Regions from separate parts of the Mus musculus genome. Here region 1 is linked to region 2. A link is a contact called in public promoter capture Hi-C data. All regions are on one chromosome and are shown on one strand. The core of a region is the stretch at or near the end of the contact, and the rest is flanking DNA. Distances in the headings are between cores, read along the strand shown. Region 1 overlaps Pde5a (phosphodiesterase 5A, cGMP-specific). Region 2 overlaps Bcar3 (breast cancer anti-estrogen resistance 3).

Region 1 (4,714 bases), core at 656-3,155, 390 kb before region 2:
ACAATCAGTTCTGTGTCTTTATTAACGAGGGCTAGAAATGGACCACACCTGGCAACCAAGGAGTGAGGTACCAGCCAGGGATGGGATGGGCTCAGGCTCTTGGGATTCAAAGGAAGACTCATGGCCTGGAAGAGCCCAAGGAGACCTTGTCCTGGCAGTAGCTGAGAAAGTGCCTAAGGGAAAGCTTTAGGCACTACAGCCACAAGCTGGTTCTGCAGGCTGAGGGGCTGAGGCTGTAGATTCAAAATAGGTTGGGGTGGTCTGGAATCACTCTGAGGCTACCTTGGCTTGTCTACCTAGATTATCCACTGGTCCTGATCCTGTTCGTTGCCTTCCATGTCCACCTCATTGACCTCTCCATCATCAGGTGACTCATTATAGTCATTCATCTCATCCATGTCTTGCATGTCCTCATCATCTTCTGAGTCATCTTCACTGTCCTCATCATCTTCATCATCCTCTTCTTCCTCATCATTGTAGTGCTCTGAGGCCGGCTTGCCAATAGGTACCAGGTTGTTGTCTTTTTCTGCGATGCTTTGGAGCCAGCCTGCTGCTGCTGCTCCTGCTGCTGCAGCTCTGTCTCCTCCACACAGGGTCGGTCCAGATTAAACCACAGCGTCTCAGTCACATGAGGGAAGAGTGAAGGGAACAAGGTGGACATGGCTCCTGAGTTTGAGTCCTGGCTCCATCACTTACTAGCTCTTTGATTTTAGCCAATACACTTAACCTCTCTGGGCCTCAGTTTCCTCATCGCGCCAAGAACTGGCAGCCAGCGGCGACCCGGAAGTGCTTCCCCAGCTAGAGTCAATGTCTTAACAAAGAACTCAATTTTATGAAGAGGAAGAAATCATTAAAAAAACTTTTTTTTTTCACTAAAAAAAAAATTTGGTGGGCACCTTCAAAGCAGAGCGATGCTGAAAACCTAATAGAGCTTTGTAGGTCAAGGCAGTGTAGGCCCAGGATAGAGTGTTTGTCTGGAGGACGGGGTTAAAAAGGCTGAATAATTTCCAGAAACAGAGGGAGCACTGACAGGCAAGACAGCCCTGTCGACACACCCCAGGCTTTCTTCTTATTGTTCTGGGACTAGTAGAACAGCCCCTTGGCTTTTCCCATTGGGCTCTCTGAACAGAGAGAACGACATAAGAAGCACTGTTAATCTTTATACCTTTCCTCTTGGTCTAGTTAAACCAGTGACACTAGAAAGTTATTTTAAAAGTACATAAGTTCTTTGAGAATTTCAAATGCACATAGAATCTGTCTTGACCATATTTCCACTCCCCACAGCTTCCCTTATATCCTCAGATACACCTCCTACCCGACACCTTCCCAAGCTTTCCTTGTTTCTTTATAATCCATGGAGTCCAGTAGGCACTGCCCACAGGAGCACTGGTATGGGGCCAACCTTTACTTTTCTATTGCTGTAATAAAACACCGAGAGAGAGAGAGAGAGAGAGAGAGAGAGAGAGAGAGAGAGAGAGAGAGAGAGAGAGAGAGAGAGTATGTGTGTATGTGTGTGTGTGTGAGAGAGTGTGTGTATGTGTGTGCGTGAGAGAGAGAGAGCGAGTGTGTGTGTGTATGTGTGTGCGTGAGAGAGAGAGACTTCAACTTACAGATGTAGCACAACATGAAGAAAAGCCAGAGTAGGAACCTGGAGGCAGGAACTGAAGTAGAAGCGATAGAGCCGTGCTGTTTACTGGCTTGCTCCTTAAAGCTTGTTCAGCCGGTTTCTTATAGCACCAAGGACCACCAGCCCAGGGGTGGCACCACCTACCATGGGCCGGGCCCTCCCACCTCAATCATTAATGAAGAAAATGTCTATTGATTTGTCCACCGACCATCTGGTGGAAGCACTTTTTTCAATTCCCTCTCCCCGGATTGGTCTAGGCTTGTGTCAACATGAGAGCAACCAGCCAGCACACATGGGATTAGAAACCTGGTTGATCAAGTGGGAGCACACACCTTAAGAACACCCTGACAGGAGTCATCTAATTTCCCGAAGATTCTTTCAAAGGCAAAGAGTGACACAAAGAGAAAATGTGAACCAGGGCTCAGGTCAATGATTCAGGACATAGTCAGGCTCCAAACTATCATGCTTGGCATGCATACAATTTAATTAGGATTTTGGGCTCCAAATAACTATGATTTCCATTCCCATTTCTTGGGGTTTGTAAACAACTGGCTTGTTAGCTACAAATCCTTCTCCTAACCCTGCGACCTTTAGCTGAACGTAGCATAAAGCAGAGACTACTCAATGCAAACTCAGTGTCTCCTGCAACTTTTTAATGTAGGGCCTGGAATTCCTGATTGCTGAGAGACAGCCCCAGGATTGTGTGTTTACGGCTTCCTAGTTCTACAGAAAGGGCTGCTGTCCTGGGAGTGGAAGTCCGAGCAGCAGAGAACTAAGTGATCTTATTTTTTGCTTGGAGAAAATCTCAGCCTGCTCGCTGGACTAAAGGGGTAAACAAAGCTTTACATTTTCATAGAAATTAATAGAGAGATGAAATTTTCATTACTTTCAGAAGTTCTCAGTTGGAGTTCTTTGTATATTTAGTTACCAAAAATATTTGAAGGAGCAGTTTTTAAATTATTCTTTATGGCAGTTAGTACTTAAAAAATGAATTTCTGGCACCCTCTCATGGTCAGAAATTGTAAGTATTCTATTATGGGTACTGGCGGCACTCTTTGGGGGTGAGATGTTTTCTCAACCAGTTAAGAGAGCTTGCCTAGTGGCACAAACAAACAAACAAACAAAAACCTAGTATCTCTACCATGTTGCTTTTTATACCAGAAACAGCAGTGAGTCCCTTGAGGCATCACATTAACCTTTATCAAGAGAACTAAATAAAGGAGAACCAAACTGGCTGAGAAACATGTGGTTTATAAAGCTTCTAGACATTCGATCCAATAAGACTGGATGTGGGAGTTTTAAAACGCTGCATTCAAAAAAAGCAAGGTGTAGTCTTAGCATTGGCTGTGAAGCTACACATCTGGACTCGACTCTGGTTCAAGTCATTTAGCAAGAAGGAAATACCTAAGTTTAGCTCCCTGTGGACACCAGGCTGTTACTACCACGCCCCTCCACAGTGCCTTTATGGTGGGAAACACTACCCTCAAATTGGCAGCATGAGACATTACCAATGAAAAAAGGAAAAGACTATTACTGAAGGGTCTATGTAAAGACTAACTAGTGATCAAGCCACAGTGTAAAATTCTCTCAGACCAGCTGGATTAAGCTTTTCCAGTGGAAAGCCCTCAGTCTTAGAGCCTTAAGTCCCCTAATGATCACACCACACACATTCTCGTTCATTCACTTTATTTTTACAGCACTGCAAAAATGACAACTGACAACGTGGTGACTTCACAAGTACCCTGACCAGGTCTGACTCCACAGACACCCGAGGCAGGTGGGTGTGTGCCTCTGCAGAGTCACATTCTTACAGAAGGATCACTGGAAATGGTTTATAATGTGGGGTGAGGAAAGGAAAGAAACCGACATTTCAGCCATTTTTAGATGACTTCACAACAAAACATAATTTACATAGTAACTCTTTTACGCTAGTATAAAAATAGTGCCAGAAACTATATATTTGTTCAGATATATTGAAAAGGCATAAGAATACAAATAGGTCATCAACAGTGGCGAATCAGGGTTCACTAGAGTTCTTAAACGGTAATAGAAATTTATATTTTTCAGCTATTTACATCACTTTCAATGACATTCAAGACATGTCTACACAGGCTTTTGATAACAATGTGGAAGGGTGAGGTAAGCTTTAATACTTCCTTCTTTGCTCTCTGTGAGAGGGCAGAAAGAGTCCAAATCTGCAGTTGAATAGTCTGAGAACTCCGATCTCTCTCTCTCTCTCTAGTTGCAATATGGAAACATGACCTATGTTGTGGAAGATGTGACTCCTTGCGTAAGGTGCTCTTTAAGCTATCAGCAAGGTAAATGGTCCACGCCAACAGGAAGCCGGAATGTTCACTGACAGATTCTTAAGAAATTTTGGATAAAAGTGCATGTTATGTATGTTACAGAAGAAGGGGAAAGTGGTGGAAAGCCCTATATACTTGCACATTGAGTTGGCGGGATGAGAAGCGATGCCCTTACTCATTCCATGCTTGGCCCATGAGCTCCTGGCACTTCCTGCTGTGTCTCAGCATCTGAGCACTGTGCCTAACATACGGAGAGGATTTAATAAGAAACGGGCTGATGCATGGTTGACACTGAGTCATTAAATTCTGCCACCTTATTTGAGACAGCTGTTTACAGGAGAGCGGGGAACATTTCATCTCTTCTCATCTTAAATCAAGTTAAAGCAAAAGGCCATGCCGCTTACCTGATAAGGTTTAGGAGTGTAATCTAGTGAGAAACACAGGAAATTTGGAAATGTGATAGGTGCCAAGCCTTACACTTCGGCAGCGTTCTGAGAGTAAAGGCACTTAACTGGTAGGCAAGAATTTCTGACTCAAGTTCATATATACTCTTGTCTCCGTGTTGCTGCTAAAAGAAGTTCTTCTTTGTAATTAGCCAACCAGTGACAGAGTATCATCCTACATTTTTGCTCCGAGCCAGGTCTGTGTGGAGTGAATTAACAATACTTGTTTTCCATCTAAGGAACTCAGCGAAGAAATGACGGGCGCTGTCAGGTCATTACCTCAATACCCCATTTTGCAACAGTGGTCTCAAAGGTCCATAAAAAAGCTTAAGAGCTAG
Region 2 (4,669 bases), core at 1,793-4,292:
CTCAGAGAAGGTGGACAATGACTGAGTCACTGCCGGACTGCAGCTGGTGCTGAGGACCCTTCTGAGTTTTTAAAACTAGAACTAAAGAGGAGATAGATGATCAAGAGTATTTAGCATTAAAAGTATATTTTAATCCTCAACTTCAAAACCTGATAATCGGAAGACATACGAAGGATCTTTAATCACACTTGCTCAGATGTCTCAGAGGGTCCCCTGCATCATCGTTATCTGATGAGCTGTTGATGGAAACAGGCAGGACACAAAGCCACAGTATTTGTCTCCATGCTCACCCCAAAGCCCATCTACTATTGGATACCCCTGTTCCAGCCAACCTGACTGAGTACCTATGGGTAATTCGTGAGATCTGGGTGATACCCCACCACCACCCCTGTCATTGTCCCTGTCTCTGGCTGCAAAATTAGACTTTAGTCTATGTTCTGACCTGCTGTCCTGCCAATCTCACTCCTCCAACACCTCCATGCTGGGTGGCTGTTGCCATGACAACCGATCTTTGGCTTCTGCTTAGAGTGCCCTGAGAACCATCTCCCAGGTGCCTAATTTCTTCATACTGCTCTGGTCCAAATTTCTGGACTGTCTGATTTTAACTTATTTCTAGAGTCATGTTGTGTCTAGCCTCATGAAGATTGTGCCGTTCTCCCCCCACCACCACCACCACCATCCATGCTGTTCTAATTTATACTGCCTGTCTGTATTCCCCGGAGAAACTATTCTCTGCCTCCCCTAAGCCTGCAACAGCAGGAATCCACCAGTCACAGTGAGGATTGCTTAGGCACAGGGCAGGCAGGCACCGAGGGAGACCACACTCATTCCAACCCTGACAGAAAACAGTGGAATTAATCCCTTCGCAATAAAGTTTAGCTACCTGAATGAAAAACACTTCAGTAGAAAAATGGTCTTTTGTCAGTCAGAAACAACCTGGCTATTATCATCTGAATGAGACAGTGATTAATCCTGCATTCTGCCAAAACAGCACTGAAAATCAGTCTGTATTAGGAGCTCTTAACTGGGAGGTGAAGTATGGCTTCTATGATCCATACGAACCACTGGGTGATAATGTGCTCACTGGAGAAATAGGTTAGAGCTTATACTCAATTCCCAAACACTTAGGGGACCTAGAAGTCCCCACTGATTGGTTATCCACTTTTTAAAAAAGTAACTTAATAGATAAAGTGTCTGTGTGTATGCATGCGCGCATGTCCAAGCTTCCATGTGGGAATCTATTGTCTCCTTCACCCTGTGGGTTCTGGGGAATCAAACTCAGGTCAGCAGGTTTCATGGCAGGTACCTTTACCTGCTGAGTCAGGTCACCAGTCTAAGATTCAGAAAGGCTTTCAATAGCCAGTAGAAAGGAAGTGAGCAAAATAGCCTAGTGATCATGACTGGACCTGCAAAACACTTGTCTGGTTGCCATGGACACCGGTTGGCTTAGCAGGGCTGTGACTGGTAAGAGGAGGAGCCAGGCAAGCAGTGTTGAGACCCCTTATGGCTGTGAAGTAGCTTTCCCCTGTGAAAAAGACAAGCCCTTGTGCTCCTCTGGTGGGAGGGCCTTGTGTATCACAGTAAATGTGTAATATGTACAAGTCTGATCTCAGCAACCTCTTGGCAGCCACACATCTGGGGAGTGCATCTAGAAAGGCCATGGCGGTCACCCACATCTCTCTACCTCATTTCCTAGTGTGTGATGTTCCCAAGGGCCAGAATTTCTGCTGAGAATTCTACCAGTGTCTCGTTTAGCACACTAGGAGGGGGGCATCATTATCACCATGGTCTGGGCAGCAAGCAGTAGTTCTTAGAATGAGTAATGAGAGCAAGCCAGAACCTGCTTTATCTGATGTGCTAACAGAAGCATCACACCTGACTGCCAGGACCAGAACACTCTAATCTAAAGCAAATCCAGGAGGCAGACCTCCCCTCATCCAGTGACAGATAGTCCAGCAGCACAGGTTGAGGGTTCATCCGCAATGTCAGGGATACTGGACAACATATAACAGTCAGGGAAGTGTAGCTCATAGATTGGGGATGCTGAGAACAGAATCTCTGGACCAGGAGGCAGCAAGCCTCAGGTGTTGAGCACAAGCCAGGAACACCTCTCTGTGTATAGACCTCCTGTGCCCTTGGTGGGGAAAGGCCGGATCCGAAGGCTCTCTGTGAGAGACTGCATTGATCGGCAGCCAATGTCTTCACTTCCTTGATGGCTGCCAAGTACAACGATGTCTTCAGAAGTGACATCTAAAAGGTCAATATTTTCTTTACTTGGTGCCTAGGGTGAGGACAATGGGTTGTTTTTGCCAGTGTTCAAAGGCTAGTAGAATGCCACCAACCCCCACCCTGTCCCTGTGCACCTTACGGCACTCCTTCCAAAGTAAGTGGGAGGGCTGGGTGGAGGAAGGGGGAGGTACCAGGGTGAGCAGCAGGAATGGGTCTGGAGAGTCTGGATCATTATCTGGAACACTGTGTCTTAGGGCTGGGTCACTTGCGATAACAGATGTAGAAATCTTTCCAAGGCCACACAGGTGATAATCAGGTGATACACAGCTCTCCCAAGGGCCCACTTCTATCTCCTCTGTCACAGTGGCCACCACGAAACTATCCAGCCCATAAATAAACCAAAGAGAGTGAAACTGCAGAGAGCTGTGTACAGGTTTTAAGAAGATGGAAAAGGGTATGGGGAGGAATATCTGCAGAGTTTAGCAGTCATGTGTCAACACAGTATATGTGTATCCCAAGAAGACAGAGATAATTAGAAAAATAGCCTACTATGATCCTAAAACATTTATGGGGAAAAGTGTAAATACCAGATGGTGGTGTTGGAAATATGATCATAACAAATTCAAGAGACTAGTGAGAACGAAACCGTCTTTTAATATATAATGCTGCAGACAGGGAGACACAGCAGAGAAAGGGCAGAGACGACTGGTACGTTGATTTGGCATAAGAGGGCATCTTTAGAAGTTCCCTGACTAGGAGAACTTCCTGTCCTTTTCTCCCATTGGCTGGACTGACGAATAAGCCTGCCCCTTTTCTGATGTGGGCTCAGTCACTTAGCAGACTTCCTGTAACCTTACAACTCTCAGAGCTGGCAGCCCTAGAGAGTGGGGGTGGGGGAGTGTCTCCTGCCTCCTGCTTATCAGTGACTGCTTGTTGACAGCGGACCTAACAACCTAATTCAGTGCTTCTCAATAGCTCAGTTACTAGATAGCATGTGTCTTCACCCTTGCGAGCTGGATGTGTAATCCAGTCAGAGTACTGGACAGTGAGCTGTCTGAGGGTGAACATATGACCAACCTGAGATGAACCTGAGAGCTTCCCTGGGATTTTTCAAACTGGAATTGAGGAGGAAGCTCTCCTTTTCCTTTTGAATGGGAAGACCGGAAGGCTAGGCTTCCACTGTGTGATCCGTGCACAAAGCTGACCTGAGAAAACACAGCTTCTGCGCTGAGAGAGGCAGACACAAGAGACTAGCAGCCCTGGGGTGTTCTACTTCCCAGAAGGAGCAGCAGCAAAGACTGCTCCACCCGGGCCCTTCCCAGAAGGAAGTTTACTACTTTGTATCAACAGGTTAAGTTTACAGGATCGCTTATCCTGAGATTCAAATTTGAGATTAACCCAATCACCGGACCCTTTATCAAGCTTGGGAGTAAAGGAGATGGAACAGTGTGTCCTTAAAACTTGTTTTCCTAAAATGTTTTCTTAAAATGTCAATGACAATGAAGTTGAGCTTAAGTTCAAGGTGTTGGCTAGCACACCGTGTTGGGCACACCGCTGCAGGCTTGTGTGCCATCTCTGCGTCTGAGAGACGCTAAAAAGGAGCCGACACGGGCTGACGCTGCATGAAGCCATGTATATGATTTTCCCGGTTAATAACAGGGCTCTTCGCTGGTGCGTCAGCAGCAGGTGGAAATGAACGGTCTTCCTCAGTCTACTCCAGGGACTTACATGTGGAAGAACTGAGTTGTCCTGAGTTTTCTGGGATAGAGAAGACATGGTTTGCCTTTAGGGAGGAGAAGGAGATTGGAACTAGGATGTTCTGTGTCACTGAGTAGGAGTGTGACCTTTGAGCCATGCACAGCACCCTCCCAGCCTAGGCGCAACTGTGAACCAACATCTTACAACTTCCCCTTAGCAGGCCCTGGCATGATCTACTATCTTAAAACTTCTTGAGGACATTTTTAAATTTATTTATTTTTATTATATATAAGTACACTGTAGCTGTCTTCAGACACTCCAGAAGAGGGAGTCAGACCTCATTACGGATGGTTGTGAGCCACCATCACAACCATCACAAGCTGGGATTTGAACTCTGGACCTTCGGAAGAGCAGTCGGGTGCTCTTACCCACTGAGCCATCTCACCAGCCCCCTGAGGGCATTTCTTAAAGGCCGTTTGGCTATTGGACCAGATTCAGAGATCTTGCAAAGCCACCCACTTCCAGAAGCCAGGAGCCCCTCTGGTGGTCAAACCTAAGAGGAAAACTTGAAGGCATGAAATTGACACCATCTCCACACACATTCAGATCCCCCTTAGATGTGTTCTGCAGCTGGGGTTTCAGGGCTTGGAAGCCCCGGTTTTCAGTCGTCAGGGCCTTTGGGGAGTTCCTTCTCCCTCCCACGGCTTTCCTTATGCCCAGCTCCGAGCTCCAGCTTCCACCC

The links. Promoter capture Hi-C pulls out the DNA fragments that hold promoters and counts their contacts.
Region 1: a promoter capture Hi-C map of liver shows a contact between it and region 2, with 2.2 times the contacts expected there. The contact joins two enhancer-like sites. A contact is called at or near these places in 3 of 39 promoter capture datasets (cranial neural crest, liver and stem cell-derived epiblast-like cells) and 1 of 9 other capture datasets (embryonic stem cells).

What each region holds. Positions count from the first base shown.
Region 1 is chr3:122,857,957-122,862,670 of GRCm38.p6, reverse strand. Pde5a (phosphodiesterase 5A, cGMP-specific) reads right to left here. Exons shown (of 21, transcript NM_153422.2): 21 at 3,297-4,714. It also overlaps the pseudogene Gm9364. Among named protein-coding and RNA genes, the nearest start is that of Gm34577, 9.8 kb to the right of the region's middle. Within about 2 kb of position 1,905, at least 12 of the 459 cell types and tissues checked have an H3K27ac peak or open chromatin away from gene starts, as enhancers often do. A contact at or near this core is called in liver, where this site is marked.
Region 2 is chr3:122,472,689-122,477,357 of GRCm38.p6, reverse strand. The region is part of intron 3 of Bcar3 (breast cancer anti-estrogen resistance 3); the gene reads right to left. Gm34349 (a long non-coding RNA gene) reads left to right here. Exons shown (of 2, transcript XR_376033.3): 2 at 1-897. Among named protein-coding and RNA genes, the nearest start is that of Gm34349, 5.2 kb to the left of the region's middle. Within about 2 kb of position 3,042, at least 167 of the 459 cell types and tissues checked have an H3K27ac peak or open chromatin away from gene starts, as enhancers often do. A contact at or near this core is called in liver, where this site is marked.